Regions from separate parts of the Sus scrofa genome. Here regions 1 and 3 are each linked to region 2. A link is a contact called in public HiChIP or PLAC-seq and promoter capture Hi-C data. All regions are on one chromosome and are shown on one strand. Each heading gives the region's core, a stretch centred on a gene start, on an enhancer-like site or on the middle of the called end of the contact. The rest is flanking DNA. Distances are from core to core; before and after follow the strand shown. Region 1 holds the start of SUCLG1 (succinate-CoA ligase alpha subunit). Region 2 holds the start of KCMF1 (E3 ubiquitin-protein ligase KCMF1). Region 3 holds the start of DNAH6 (dynein heavy chain 6, axonemal).

What was found. Promoter capture Hi-C pulls out the DNA fragments that hold promoters and counts their contacts. HiChIP or PLAC-seq counts read pairs in DNA pulled down with a chosen protein or histone mark.
Region 1: an H3K27ac HiChIP or PLAC-seq map of alveolar macrophages shows a contact between it and region 2. The contact joins the promoter of SUCLG1 here to the promoter of KCMF1 in region 2. A contact is called at or near these places in 2 of 2 datasets of contacts at active chromatin or transcription factors (alveolar macrophages and skeletal muscle).
Region 3: a contact with region 2 is called in a promoter capture Hi-C map of liver, with 9 times the contacts expected there. The contact joins the promoter of DNAH6 here to the promoter of KCMF1 in region 2. A contact is called at or near these places in 2 of 5 promoter capture datasets (fetal liver and liver) and 1 of 47 Hi-C or Micro-C datasets (embryonic fibroblasts).

Annotation. Positions count from the first base shown.
Region 1 is chr3:60,141,042-60,143,741 of Sscrofa11.1, reverse strand. It overlaps SUCLG1 (succinate-CoA ligase alpha subunit), which reads right to left and starts at 1,301. Exons shown (of 9, transcript NM_214409.2): 1 at 1,209-1,301. The coding sequence starts at 1,266.
Region 2 is chr3:59,706,998-59,709,863 of Sscrofa11.1, reverse strand. KCMF1 (E3 ubiquitin-protein ligase KCMF1) reads left to right here and starts at 1,427. Exons shown (of 7, transcript XM_021087303.1): 1 at 1,427-1,570. The coding sequence starts at 1,555.
Region 3 is chr3:60,112,852-60,115,551 of Sscrofa11.1, reverse strand. DNAH6 (dynein heavy chain 6, axonemal) reads left to right here and starts at 1,278. Exons shown (of 77, transcript XM_021087305.1): 1 at 1,278-1,433.

The DNA.
Region 1 (2,700 bases), core at 52-2,551, 430 kb before region 2:
ACATAATAAAAATCTCCAGAAAACTTTCTTCCTACTTACCAAAGTTTAGCCTCAAGTGATCTGGTAGCTAAGCATAGCTATAGAGTGTACAGTCATAGCCGTACACTTTTAGAATGCAGTATTCTCAGTAAATTGTCTCATCCAATATTCAGCACAGCAATAAGATGACAAGCAAAGTAGAAGAAAGAGAAAGAGAAGAAAACTTTGGTTAAGTGCCTGTTACACCCCAAGTGCTTTATATAAAGTGTTTCATTTTTTCTGCATAGTGAACCCAGATCATCCTGTACTTCATTTCTAGGATGCACATTTTCTTTCACTTTTTAACATTCTTTAAATCAGGATGCAACGGACAACCAATGGTGTGTCACAATTTTAATCAGCAACCATTTTCCACCATTAGTGGCGGACAAATCAACAGTGCATCTTACAAGTGATGGTATCTCTGGGTCACTAAAATATGGTGTTATTTTCCTGGGATTTGAAAGAGAAATGGAGAAACAGATTTAGAAACATGCCTCTGAGTTACTACATAGACCGTATAGACTAGCCAGACTTCAAACTTGATGTGGCTGATTCCAAAGTCTTTTCCTACACAACCTACCTAACAACCACTGAGACTTTGAACAAGAATTTTCAATAGTCAGCATTACCAGCAAGCGTGGGTATTAAGTTTTCAGGAACTGAAGGATTCACACCGCGTGGTGGAGATATAACTTGGTTAAGGTCCCAGCCTAAGCTTCTAGTTTTATGTGCTGTGCGGACTCCCGGTGCAGAACCCACCCTAAAATCTACTGAAAAGGACAATTACAGATGTAGGACCCGCCGCACAAAGCTCAGCTTCACCCTCCAATTTCCTACTGATCTCCTACTCCTACCTCTCAACCCACTCACCCTTCCAGCTGAGCTCATCCTAGACCACCTCTCCAAAAGAACAATTCTAGATGCAGCCCTCATCCCACCACTCAGCACCGCGGGATCATGGGCGTGCTCCCCGGTCTGCAGGGCTCCCAGACCCGAATCCTGGCTCAGTAACTCTATGTCCCCACCCGAAACATCCAGCAAAGCTCCCTCCATTGCAAAGGGTCGCGGATTTGGGCCCCCGCCGAGGTCCCGCCCCGGAGGGCCCAGCCCCGGCCTAGACCGGGGCGCGGGTCCAACGAGGCCGGGAAGCCGCGGAGGCTCGGAAAGAGCGCCCCAACCGGACTCACAGAGGAAGGAGCGCGAGAGGAGGCGGGCGGCGGCAAGGCCGCTGCTGCCAGAGGCCATGGTGGCGGCGGCCGGGGCGGCGACGAGGCCTGCGGTCATCCGCCAATGACACTCCTAGGCCCCCTGGAATCGGCAGGGGCCGAGGCGCGAGAAGGAAGAGGGTGGCCAGAGCATTTGCCGGTATAAATTTCTCTCTGCAGAGGCCTCTTTACATACACTCCGCCTCCGAAGGTGGAGAAGAAACAGCCATCCTAATGCAGACGTGTACAATAACTCGGCTTTTCTCTGGAAACGTGGATTTGATTCTATATTAATTGTAACGGCAGCTCAGGGGAAACCCCACTGAAGCTGGACGGCGCAAGATGTTGTGGGAAATGTAGTTCGATGGCTACAGCTTGTTAGTGGTTTAGGGGGACCTTACGGAAGGGAAGGGGAAAGGAGAGAGTCAAGGGGGAGGGCTGTCAAAAGGAGTGAGGAAACAGTGAGGCTGAAATAGGAGTTTTAACTAAGAAACCCCCCCCCCCCCATCTTGGCTAGAAAGACAGCTGCAAGCCTTTCCAGCTAGGCTCTGCCTCATACCACCTTTCTTGTAATAATGTAGCAACTGTGTGCCCTATGTCCAAGTCCGCAGCCCTGCTAATCCTGTAGCTAGCATTGCTTATCAGTTCTGCTTCTGTAACCTTGCTTGCTCAGTTTCTTAGGGAGGAACACTGCTTGTGGAAGGGGGGAGGGCCGGGATGCTTACATGGGAAATTCAAGACCTTATAATGTATAAAATTTGCTGAGAACAAAGACCTGGTGCTCAGACTCTGGAGGTGACTCATCTGAGCCCACACTGGTGCTGAATAAACCTTGCTTTTCCGTATCTCTGAGTGCCGTTTGTCTCCTTCCACTGCCACGGTTTTTGCAGTTTCTGCAACAAGGGAGGTGAAAATTGCTGTGCAGGAGTTCCCGTCTTGGCGCAGTGGTTAACGAATCCGACTAGGAACCATGAGGTGGCGGTTCCGTCCCTGCCCTTGCTCAGTGGGTTAACGATCCGTTGTTGCCATGAGCTGTGGTGTAGATTGCAGACCCGGCTCGGATCCCGATTGCTGTGGCTCTGGCGTAGGCTGGCAGCTACAGCTCCGATTAGACCCCTATCCTGGGAACCTCCATATGCCGCAGGAGTGGCTCACATAAAGGCAAAAAGACAAAAAAAAAAAAAAAAATGCTGTGCAGAACCTTCCATGTCTCTTCTAAAGCCCAGGTGCAGACCTCTCATCATTTCCCCATCTACCATATGGAGAGGGGGAAACTCCTTACCGCCTTCCTTTGTGAAGACCAGAAAAATTACAGAAGTGAATCTGAACTCTGTAGTGAAGATAAGGATATGACAGCAAAGACCAAAAGCTACCTTACTGGCACTTAACTTCTTGAAATGTGGAAATTTCATTTACACAGGCTAATAATAAATGTTCACATATTGAGATATAGAAATCTGGCTTATACTTGAGA
Region 2 (2,866 bases), core at 178-2,677:
ATCAACTACACACTTTAATAAAAATCAGCCCCAAACCAAACAAAAGACAAAGAAAAGGAGACTTGGAAAGATTAAAAAAGCTTGTCCAAGGTTACACAGAGGATATGAAAACCAAAATCCACGGCAAATCTGTCGTGACTCCAAAATGAATCTTTCCACCAAACCACACTACCAACTGCCACGTGGTAAGGGGCAGTATAAGTATTTGATAAATAATGCCTGAAACAAAGTTGACAAGGAAGAGGGTAATAATGTAAAAGAAAAGTGTAAAAGAGGTAAAAACGGTTAAGTAGTTTACAGACAGGAAAAAAGCTATCACACACATTAAACACACACACACACACACCCCCAACAGTTTTCAGAACAGTGCACTGAGGGTGAGCCAAGCTGCTGGAACAAACTTTGCGTGGGTCCTGCCCGACAGCCGGGCTGGCGGGAGAGAAGTCTTCGAAAGAGAGGGTACCCGAGGAGCTGGCCTTGAGGCACAGCAGCCAAGCCCGGCCTCCTCGAGGCTGGCCTCCCGCGCCCATACCCTCTCGACCGCGAGTCGCCAGGCCGAGCAAGACCGGACAACGCCCGGAGGCCAGCCGCTTTTTCCTTCAAGACTCCTGCCTTAAAAAGAAACACACACACATGGCCCCAACCGGACCGCAGTCTCTCCTCGGCGTCGGGGACTGCAGGGCCCTGCCCGCTGTCGACACGGCAGCCAAGCGCCCGAAGGCGGGAGCCCCTCGGGGTCGCAGCTCGCCGCCGAGAAGCATTCGCCGCCGTGGTCAGCCCGGCCCAACAGCGGGGCGGCCACGGCCCGGGCCCGGTTAAGCCCCAGGCTGGGCTGGGGGCGGTCCGGCGGCCCTCGGACCACGCGGGCCGGCCGTACCGGCAAGCCACGGACGCAGGCAGCCGGGCATTTCCTCTTCCTCCCTACGCGCTGCGCGGCGGCGCGGCGGCTGCCAGGCGGAGGCCCGGCTCGGGCGCCCGACCGCGGCCTGCCGGCGAGCGCGGGCAAACGCTGCACCCCGAGCCGCCGCCGCCGCCGCCGCGCCGCCTCCACGCCCTCCGACCGCGGGACTCCGGGCGGCTGGGCCCGGCGCGGGCAGCGAGAGGCGGGGCCGGCGTGCGGGCGGCGGAAGGAGGCGGAGGAGGAGGAAGAGGAGGAGGAGGAGGCGGCGGCCGGGAGCCGGGGGAGAGGGGCGGGGGGTGGGCCGGGGGAGGGGAGGAGCGGGATTTGCGGAGCGCGGCGCCGCAGCCGGGAGCCTGCGGGCCCGAGAGTGACCGAGTCACGGCGGGCGCCGGCGGAGCCGCGGCGTCGGACCCGCCTCCTGGAGGAGCTCAGCCCCGGCCAGGCCCGGCCCCATTCCCGCCCCGCGCCGCCTCCCCGCCGCCGCCGCCGCCGCCGCCGCCGCCGCGGGAGCGCTCCCCTGCCCACCCCGCCCCCGCGGCCGAGCCTGGGAGTCGAGTGGGAGTCGGCCGGCCGGCGCGGTCAGCGCCGGGACCCCGCGGGGGACACTGCAGCCGGAGCCCGGGAGGGGCCGCGCCGCCACCGTCTGAACTAGGATGTCCCGACATGAAGGTGAGAGGAGCCCCCGCCCCCACCCCACCGCCCGGGCCTCGGCCTACCCCGCCCGGGCCGGGCGCCGCAGAGGGCGGCCGGGAAGCGGCGGAGACTTCGGCCGAGCCCGAGCCGGGCCCGAGGGGCGCCGGGCCCGTGTGCGAGCGAGCGAGCGAGGGCGGAGAACCGCGGCGCCGCCGCCGCCGCCACGGCCGCTGCCGCCGCCACGGCCGCGGCCCTGAGCTGGGCCTGGTGCCGGAGGCGGGGCGGCCGGGCTGGCCGGAGGGTTTGCACTGTCATGGGGCGGGGGAGGGGGAGGGGAGGCGGCGGGGCCCGTTACCGGCGGGAGCCCGGCCCTCGGGACTGATACCGGACGCCGCGGCCCGCCCGGCTGGCCCCGGAGCCTCGGGGCCCCGGCGCGGCCTAGTGCTCCCTCCGTCCCGGAAGGGCTCGGCGCGGCCGCCGAGCGGGGCCGCGGACGGCGGCAGGAGACAGAGGAGCCGGCCCGGGACCCGGCGGGCGCGTCCCGTCGCCGGGAGACAACGGCGAGTGCCCCTGCCTGCTGGCGACCGCGGGCCGGGCGGGAAGGTTCTGTGGCCGGGGAACGGGAAGCCCCCGCTGCCTGGAGCCCGCCCCGGCCTCGCGGGTAGGCCTCGGTGCGTCCCTGGGCTCGGGTAACCAAGTTCCCGGGGCGGATCCGGCCCGGCCGGGCGAGCAAACTCCCTACTCGGTCACCAGGTCGGAGGGAGACGCGCTCACGGCCCGCTAAGGGCCTCTCGCCCGGCGTGCGCGATCTACCTAAGCCAGGTTTTGGTACATGACCACGGTGAGGTGTATTGGTGGTCAGGGGTCGTTTTGGACTTTGTTTTGCGATTTAAAAACATGATGGGGGTACAGTCGCAAATAAGCGGACGGCTCTAGCCTGGTCCTAGGACACAAAGAGAAAAAATGTTTAGGGCCAGTGTATAGGCGTTGAGCTGGGAAAAAATAAGTTAACTTCAATTTGCTGCCATATGGTTTAAGGGGGGGGGTGTTTTCTTTGTTTCACTACCACAGGTCTTTAAATAAAAAGTACTAGGAGACTTGGAGAAAAGTTTATCCTGGTAAGGTTAATGCAAGATCGTAGAAGTTGCTTGAAGATATTGTGTACTCTTGATGTTAAAATCCTGTATAGGTGATGTAGGAGTGGAGAAAGTTTAGTGAGTCAGATTCGTGTGTGCATCACACCGTTGGAAGGGAATTCTTAGGGAAATACAGCCCTTAGAATTTCTAGATTGAAAAAACTCAGACTGATCAAAATTATATTTAGAGCAAATA
Region 3 (2,700 bases), core at 29-2,528, 410 kb before region 2:
CCTCATGGTTCCTAATTGGATTCGTTAACCACTGCGCCACGACGGGAACTCCCGGAATTGTTTTTAAGTTGAAGTTACTCCCTTGCTGTTTCCAGTTACTGATTAAGGATTAGGAGATCTGTATTCCAGTTTTATCTCTGCCAGGACTAGGTGCCTGACCTGGAGTAAATCACTTACTCTCTCTCTTCCTGGGTTTCAGTTCTGATGTTAATCAGTGGGGTAGTAGTTGGAGTGAATAATCTGTTACCTCTTTTCCAGCTCTATTATTATATTTCTCTACCTTGTGGGTGGTGTCATGCCTAGCATGTAAACACGTACCCGAATATCTTAAGGTTGAGAAAATGCAGGTTGTGAGTATGCTATGTAAAACACTTCATTATAGGACTTTGCATTCAAGGCAAAAAACAAATATCAAGGTTTTTTGTTTGTTCTTGTTTGTTTGTTTAAAAAGAGGGACCAAAAGGGGGAAAAATAATGACTTTCAGCGGTGTGATGTCATTTTGGAGGGGAGATCGAAAACCAAGACTCTGCCAGCTGGTGCAACATTTCCCCACATTAGGTAAACGGGCTGCTTCCCCTGATCACTAACTGGGACAAGACATCTTCCTTCAGTAAACAACCTGCACCGGACTTCAGCGGGGTCGCTTCCATACAATACCAGCTGCAGTTGTTTGGGAACTTAATTAAGTCGGTCTAAATGCCAAAACAAGATCCAGGGTCTGCTTTAGCATATAAAGCTCAGGGACCAAGTAATAAGAACTCGGGTTATACCTGACACCAGGTTACATGCCCGATGGAAAAGAACATTAGTAGAAAGGGCACAGTAAAATTTGAGGGAAAGAGGAACCCGCATTCCTTGCGCCTTAGGACACTCCCAGGAGGAGGTCGATAGGTGGGGCAGAGATGCTAGCTGGTCACGCCCTCGGAGAGTGGGACCCGAACTGTCTACCTAGGCACTCGATTTTTCTAACCAGAATAGGTTAGATTAAAGCGAATGTCAAGGTAGTATCAAGCCTCTTGAGGGGCAACAGAAAAGGAAGGCGCGAGCAGCTGATAAGCGAAGGAACCAACAGAACTAACCTCTTCCTTCGGTTGCCCCGCCTTTCGGCCTTGCAGGTGCTCACCTCCCAACTTGGAGAAGGAGCCGGGCAGGTCGAGTGAGGGCTCTTCACCAATCAGCGACGTAGGAAAATTTCCGGAGACAATCATTGGCTCGACTGTCCGGTACTGTCCTGGACCCAGAGCTACAGTTGGCTGAGGCGTTGCTGTGGCGATAGATCGCGCACAGGCGCAGTGCGCATCCGCGGAGGCCTCTTGGCTGCCAGGCAACGGGAAACAAGCCTTGCATAGAGATAACTTTGTACTTCCAGATCCTGCTTTGATGTGTCTTGGGAGTCCCTCAACGGCAGCGACAGCCGCTTTAGTCTGACTTGGTGAGTCCAGAGGAAACGAGATGTGGGGCTGAACTCCAGTTTCGCGGCGTGAAACAGCATGGCTTTTTGGAGTACAAAAGGAAAGGCTGGGAGAGTCAGGGAATCAGTCCAAAGGCATTTTAGTATTTACGTGCCACCTACCTAGTATCTTAGAGGGCTGGGAAGTGACCAATAGAGATATCAAGATACTTGTGCGAGGTCTCACACTAAGTGGTCAGCTCTTGGACCTACGCTATTCAGTATGGTAGCCACTAGCCACAGGGAGCTAGTCTGAATTGAGATATGCCCTAAAGGTGAAACACGGGATTTTGAAGACGTGGAAACAAAAAGTAAACTATCACATGAATGAGTTTTACGTTGCTTACATGTTGAAATGATAGTATTTTGGATATGTTAAAGAAAGCACATTATTAAAATTAGTTTCACCTGTTCCTTTTTTTGTTTTTGATTTTGAACGTGGTTACTTGAAAATTTTATGTCTTTTGTCTTTTTTTGTCTTTTTGTTGTTGTTGTTGTTGCTATTTCTTGGGCCGCTCCCGCGGCATATGGAGTTTTCCAGGCTAGGGGTTGAATCGGAGCTGTAGCCACCGGCCTACGCCAGAGCCACAGCAACGCAGGATCCGAGCCGCGTCTGCAACCTACACCACAGCTCACGGTAACGCCGGATCGTTAACACACTGAGCAAGGGCAGGGACCGAACCCGCAACCTCATGGTTCCTAGTTGGATTCGTTAACCACTGTGCCACGACGGGAACTCCGGTTACTTGAAAATTTTAAATTGCGCAGGAGATTTGCATTATATTTTCATTGGCCAGCTCAGATCTAGATTTAAGCCTGAGCCTCTGACTCTTGGTTGAAGACCTCATGTGTTGAAATACTGTTTTGAAGGAAAGTATTTCCACCCATCTGGTGAGGCTGCAGAGTAAGTGGTAGTGAGGGTATAAAACCACTACAAAAGGCTCATGGTTCTGTGTTCTAGAATCTGCCTTTTCACAAACTCCTCAAGTGGTTCTCTGCACGTAAACACTCCAGAAGCACTGCTTGCTTTATAATTTAGCCCTCAAATCTTTTTTCTTTCTTTCTTCTTTTTTTTGGGGGGGGGGCACACCTGCGGCATACGGAAGTTCCCAGGCCAGGGGTTGAATTGGAGCTGCAGCCACAGCAATGCCAGATCTGAGCCGTGTCTGCAACCTACACCACAGCTCATGGCAATACCAGATTCTTAACCCACTGAGCGAGGCAAGGGATCAAACCCACATCCCCATGG